Linked DNA regions of Rattus norvegicus: region 1 is linked to region 2. The links are chromatin contacts, called in public Hi-C maps. All regions are on one chromosome and are shown on one strand. The core of a region is the stretch at or near the end of the contact, and the rest is flanking DNA. Distances in the headings are between cores, read along the strand shown. Region 1 has its middle 27 kb from the start of Foxl3. Region 2 holds the start of Adap1 (ArfGAP with dual PH domains 1).

Region 1 (2,700 bases), core at 119-2,618, 460 kb after region 2:
TGCTACTCTTTCTAGAGAATTCCCAGCATCCACATGGCAGCTAAAACTGTCTGTAACTCTAGTTCCTGGGGATTTGATCTGTTTTCCTAACTAACTTAGACACCAGGCAGGAGTGTGGTGAACACTCTTCAGGCAAAACAATCATATTATTAAAAGGAAAAAAAAAAGACACCATGACCAAAGGCAACTTATAGAAGAAAGAGTTTATTTGGGGCTTACAGTTTTAGAGGGTTACTGTTCATGGACATCACATCAGGGAACATGGCAGCAGGCAAGCAAGCATGGCACTGGAGCAGTTGCTGAGAGCTTAGAACTTGAGATATAATCATTAATCACAGAGAGCCAGTTGGAACGATGTGGGCTTTTGAAACCTCAAAAATCCCACCCCCAGTACTCACTTCCTCCAACAAGGCCACACCTCTTAATCCTTCCCAAACAGTTACACCAACTGGGGAACAAACATTAAAATGTGTGAATCTATGGGGGCTATTCTCATTCAGATCACTAGGGGCCTCAGAGGTGTTGCAGCAACAGAGAGCTAGAAGGTTCCATCTGCACTGACTAGCGGTTCAGAATAGACTGGAAAAGACAGGAGGACACCCACACATCTAAGAACCGCTCATAGGTGACAAAGGGTGAGCAGTGGCAATGGAATGAGTCACAAGGTAGAGTGAGCTTCACCCTCAGGAGCCTCAGGTCAAACAGCACCACTATGAAAGGAAATAGAGAAGGGAAAAACATGGTAATGGCGGTAATTAAATATTATTCCTTAAATATACGGCAAAATTTTAATCATTGGTCACCAAGATTTGAGGTAGAGTCAAGGTAACAGAGAAGCTGGAGTCCAAGGGGCTAAGAGTTACAGAGGCAGGGGCCATGGAGGCTGGGGTCATGTAGGCTAGGGTCAGGAAGGGTCAGGGAGGCAGGATTCAGGGAGGCTGGTGTAGGGAGGCAGGGTTCAAGAGAGCTGTAGTCTAGAAGGCTGGGTCAGGAAAGTTGGGATCAGGAAGAAATGGGTCATGGATGCTGGGATCAGGGAGGCAGGGGTCCAGGAGGTGGGGATCAGGGAAGTAGGGGTCTGAGAAGCTTGGGTCAGGGAGGCAGAGTTAATTTAGGTTGACCTCCTTGTGAACTGGGATAGGGCTGGTCACTGCAGCTTACTGGCCTCCTTATTTCTGCCTTCTCCTTGAAAAGCTCTTGGCCAGAGCAGGGTGACAGCTTCCTGTGAGTTCTGAGTTCCCTGGGAGCCTCCTACCTACCGGGTCAGCTGGCACCTGTTCTGGAAACAAAGTTAGTGTCATTCAAGCAAAGACAAACAACCTGGGTAAAGTTAGGCCACAGCTAGCTGGGAGCACTCTTTCTGACTCTTCTGGCTAATGGAAGGCTTCCAGAGAGTCGCTGTGTACTGGGAGGGGCCACAGTACCTACCACTTAGGGCAATGGCTTTTTGCTCAACACTCCTGTTTAATGTGCAGGTCGCACAGGCTTTTAATACAGGTAACTTATAACTGCAGATGGACTGGAGCTCCCGGAATGGTGGGCCCATTTGACACAAGCACTGGATGCCAGGCTGGCCCGTGCAGTGCTCCACTCAGGCTTCAGGACAACAAAAAGTAGGGACTCTAGAAAGTTTATAACATGGAGTTAGAGTACTTGTGGGCCTGTGGCTTCCTGGGATAGGGCTGTTTCCTCCCCTCCTGCACACAAAGGAGCGAAAGGGGAATAAATGGGAAGAAATGGAGACATTGGGAACTCTGGGCTTCAGCTGTCTGCACTGGGATCATGTGTGACAATTGGCTGGGATATGGGGTTCTAATAAGAACAGGGGGGCCTCTCCAGGCACCAGTCTTACTCCGAGGCTCCTCAAGGACTTGTCTGTCAGTGCCAACTAAGTGTTGGGCACGACGCTAATTGGGCTAGATATATCAGGTGACCACTCAGTGGGCATCATCGATGCCCATGATGAAGGCACTCCTCGGGTAGGATGGCAGAGAGAAACATGGCCCGGCCAACTCCTTGAACAAGGAGAGGATAGGCCCCCACGTAAGGCTGCAAGGTCACAAGCAGGGTGGGTTTTTGGGTCAGTGGCCCTGATTTCTTTTAATCCCTGCCTTCTGCCTAGCTGGCCTCATTCCAAATCAAGCTGTCCCCCGGGCACACACAAAGGAGCTGCTGTAGTTCCAGGTTTCACGTCTAAGTACCACCCCGCCCAGGAAGGAGAGTTTGATCTGTTCCAACTGTTCACACAGAGACTCACAATGGGGCCCCTTAGGTTAGGTGTCCACCCTTCAGGTGTACACATGTGGCAGGAGAGAAGGAGATAGGCAGGTTTACAGGAGAGGGATGTGAGCTGTGGGTGCTGGGGACATATGGTGACTTCTGCCACCTAAGGGTCATCGCCTCCATTCTTTGGGTTTATTTCTCAGACAAGAGCTTATGAAGGTTAGGGTAAGAGAAATGCGGGCTGGTCAGTGCAATAGAGCTTGCCTGAGACCAGAGAGCCTGGACATGGGGTTTGGGAAGACCGGGGTGCTCACCAGAAGCGCCACTCAAGACTTGTAGAGAACACGCTCAGAGACACACCGGACACCTGAGGGGTGTGCCTTAGCAGACCCACCCAGACCAAGTTGTTTTGAAAGACTGAAATGGGCGGACTGATTGTGCCCGCTGCCTTCCGGGATCCTCCAGGCTACTGTAGCC
Region 2 (2,700 bases), core at 41-2,540:
TGCAGATGCTAGGTAAGCTCTCTACCAATTGAGACACATCCCCAGCCCCCATCGGTCTGTCTTGTGTAATTCCCATTCTGCAAGCTCCTGCTGTATGCCAGGCCTGGAGCCTGGCAGAAGGCCCAGAGGTGGAAATGCCACCTGTCACTACTCAGGCTCCAGTGGGCTTCAGGAGAAAGGTATTAGATCCGTCAAACAGTAAGCCTACAGTGCCACCGGCTTCATGACCTCCAAAGTGTGCATCGGGGTGGGTTGCATGTTCTGCCTCCTGATCCCAGGATGAGTTCTGCGATGGTGTGAGAGTCAGGTCCTGAGGGACAGGTGCCCCTGGCAGGCTATACAGTACAGCCTCAGCAGAGGGCCGCCAGGCGGAGTTGGCCAGGATTGCAAACGTTATCTCAGAAAGACAATGTGCAATTGAGCATCGTGACACAAATATGTGGTGGGACAAAATTGACCCCCTCTCCCCAGGAAGCAAGAGAAAGCATGCTCAACCCAACAGGAAGAGGCTAAGGTCCCAATGGCTTCCTCCCAATAGCCCTAACCACACTATAGCACTACCCTAGGGACTATGTCCTTAACACAGGGACCTTTGTGGGTCAGGGAACATTCCCGGGGTCAAATCATAGAGCAGCCAACACCCTGACTCTGGTATATTAGCAGGAGTAGGGATTGGAGGTGGGGCGTCCAAAGGTTGGAAGTCATAGAGCGTCCTCAGACTCTCAGGAGGCTTTGGAGAAGGCTTTCATTTCCCAGTTGGGTGTGGCCATTGGCTTCTAAACAGCTACTATTGCGTTTATAATGGAGAAAATGGAATTTGAACAGAAATGCTAGGGCCAGCAAAGAAGCTGACACCGGCTCTGGAAGGGAGCCTGTTGGAGATCAGGAGGGGTGTGGCCAGCTCCTGTCCTATCTCTTGAAGATGAGAGTATAGGACTTGGACACGTGTGAGGGTGGAGCCCTCCGGTCCTTTGAGCACCGGCATTTGCCTTTCGTAGGTAGGGCTAGCCTGAGCTACCCACGTCCTCAACTTCAACCCAACAGGCACGCTTGCGTGTGGGGTGGCCCATCCTTCCGCAGCACCGGTTCCCTGCGACCCCGCCCCAGGTGGACCCGGTGAGGCTGGGCTCTCGAAGAGGCCGCTCCCTGACCGCGCCGCTGGGGGCCGCCCGCGGGCCGCGCCGTCCCGAGCGCGCCGTGCGTTGCTCCCCGGTCCCCGCGCGCGCAGCTCCGTTCAGGGCGGCCCCGCGCGGCGACACGATCGGGGCCGGCGCGCGGGCTGAGCGGCGGCGATGGCGCAAGGCGGACGGCGGGCGCGCGGCGCGGGGCCCTAGCTGGGCGGGCGTGCTCGGGACGGCGCGGTGGCCGCGCAGCCATGGCCGGGGAGCGGCGCCGGGCGCTGCTGGAGCTGCTGACGCGTCCGGGGAACTCGCGCTGCGCTGACTGCGGAGCCCCGGGTAGGTGCGGGACGGGCGGAGGTGCGGGGTGCGGCCGGGTGGACAGGACTGCGTGGGGGCGCGGGGGATGGGGACGCGCCACGCGCTGGGTCCTAGCTGGGTTGGGGCGCGGCCCAGGTGCACCTGCCGGCGGCAGGGACTGGCAGTGGCCGGGCGCAGCATCCGGAGGGCACCTCGCGGGCTCCGCGCGACCTGTGCCGCCGCCTCCCCTCCCCCGCTGGGCTGCGTGTCACGCTGTCACCCGCAGCCGCCTCCCCATCCCAGCCTTGCGAAACCTTGGTGTCTCAGGGTATAAAAAAAAAGAGGAAATCATCAGGGGCTGTAGGCTTGCAGGGAAAGCGGCCAGTGAGCCCAGGGTGTTTACCAGGGAGCAGGGGGTCCACCTGGTTCCCAGCTACCTGGAGATGACGTCATGGCATCCCTGCCTGGGGCCGCTGTCTTGTACATACTCAAGGCTGGGGGAGGATGCAGAGCCTTGGGTGGCCTCTGTGAGGATAGGCTGGCCATGAACCTTGGGCTCTCTGTTCCTAGCTTCCCTGGGACCAGGACGGTGGGGGTCAGGAGGGAGCCACAGACACATCTGCCAGACATCTTCCAGACTTTGCCCCTTGGTTGCCCCTAATTTGGAAGGATTTGTAGGGACCAGAGCACAGGGGCTCAGGATTGACTGTGAAGAAAGGGTCGAGTTCTCCGAGCAGCTGGCAGGCTCCTGGAGCTGGCACTCCCAGCCTCATCCTGTCTGGGTATGCAGGTGGGGACAGGCCTGCGAGACATTTCGGGAATATTAAGGGGTGTCTAGCATGAGCCCCTCTGAACATACCAGGTATCAGTTCCTTGAGGTCATAACTCTGCCTTCCTGAGATGCAGGCTGAAAGCCTGCAGCCTGTAAATAGGACCTCCTCCCCGTCTCTCCCCCACATCCCCGCCTCTGGGCTGGAGTGGTAGCATGTGGCTGAGAATCTGCCAGTCAATAGTAAGTGCATGCCACCCCAGGGGCCCTGGTGTCCCTGGGAGGAGACATTGACCAAGCTTCAGTGGGAAGCTGGGCAAGATGAAGTAGTCCTTTCCTGGTCTCCAGAGGCCCTGCAGGGCCCTGCCATGGTGCAGTGGGGTGGTGGCTCCCTGGTTCTGCATGGTTCCCACCTCCCTCTCTCAGACCTGCCTTTCAACATGTTTGGGAAAGCCGGCTATGCCAGAGTCTCTGGAGTCCCTGGTAAGGAAGGCTGGTGGGTTGCTCAGTTTC

Evidence for each region. A called contact is a pair of places that touch in the nucleus more often than the background predicts.
Region 1: a contact with region 2 is called in a Hi-C map of hepatocytes, with 2.4 times the contacts expected there. The contact joins the enhancer-like site here to the promoter of Adap1 in region 2. A contact is called at or near these places in 2 of 12 Hi-C or Micro-C datasets (the A7r5 cell line and hepatocytes).

What each region holds. Positions count from the first base shown.
Region 1 is chr12:20,900,758-20,903,457 of GRCr8, forward strand. No RefSeq gene overlaps it. Among named protein-coding and RNA genes, the nearest start is that of Foxl3, 27 kb to the right of the region's middle. Within about 2 kb of position 1,369, at least 3 of the 93 cell types and tissues checked have an H3K27ac peak or open chromatin away from gene starts, as enhancers often do. A contact at or near this core is called in hepatocytes, where this site is marked.
Region 2 is chr12:20,436,801-20,439,500 of GRCr8, forward strand. It overlaps Adap1 (ArfGAP with dual PH domains 1), which reads left to right and starts at 1,291. Exons shown (of 11, transcript NM_133567.2): 1 at 1,291-1,457. The coding sequence starts at 1,376.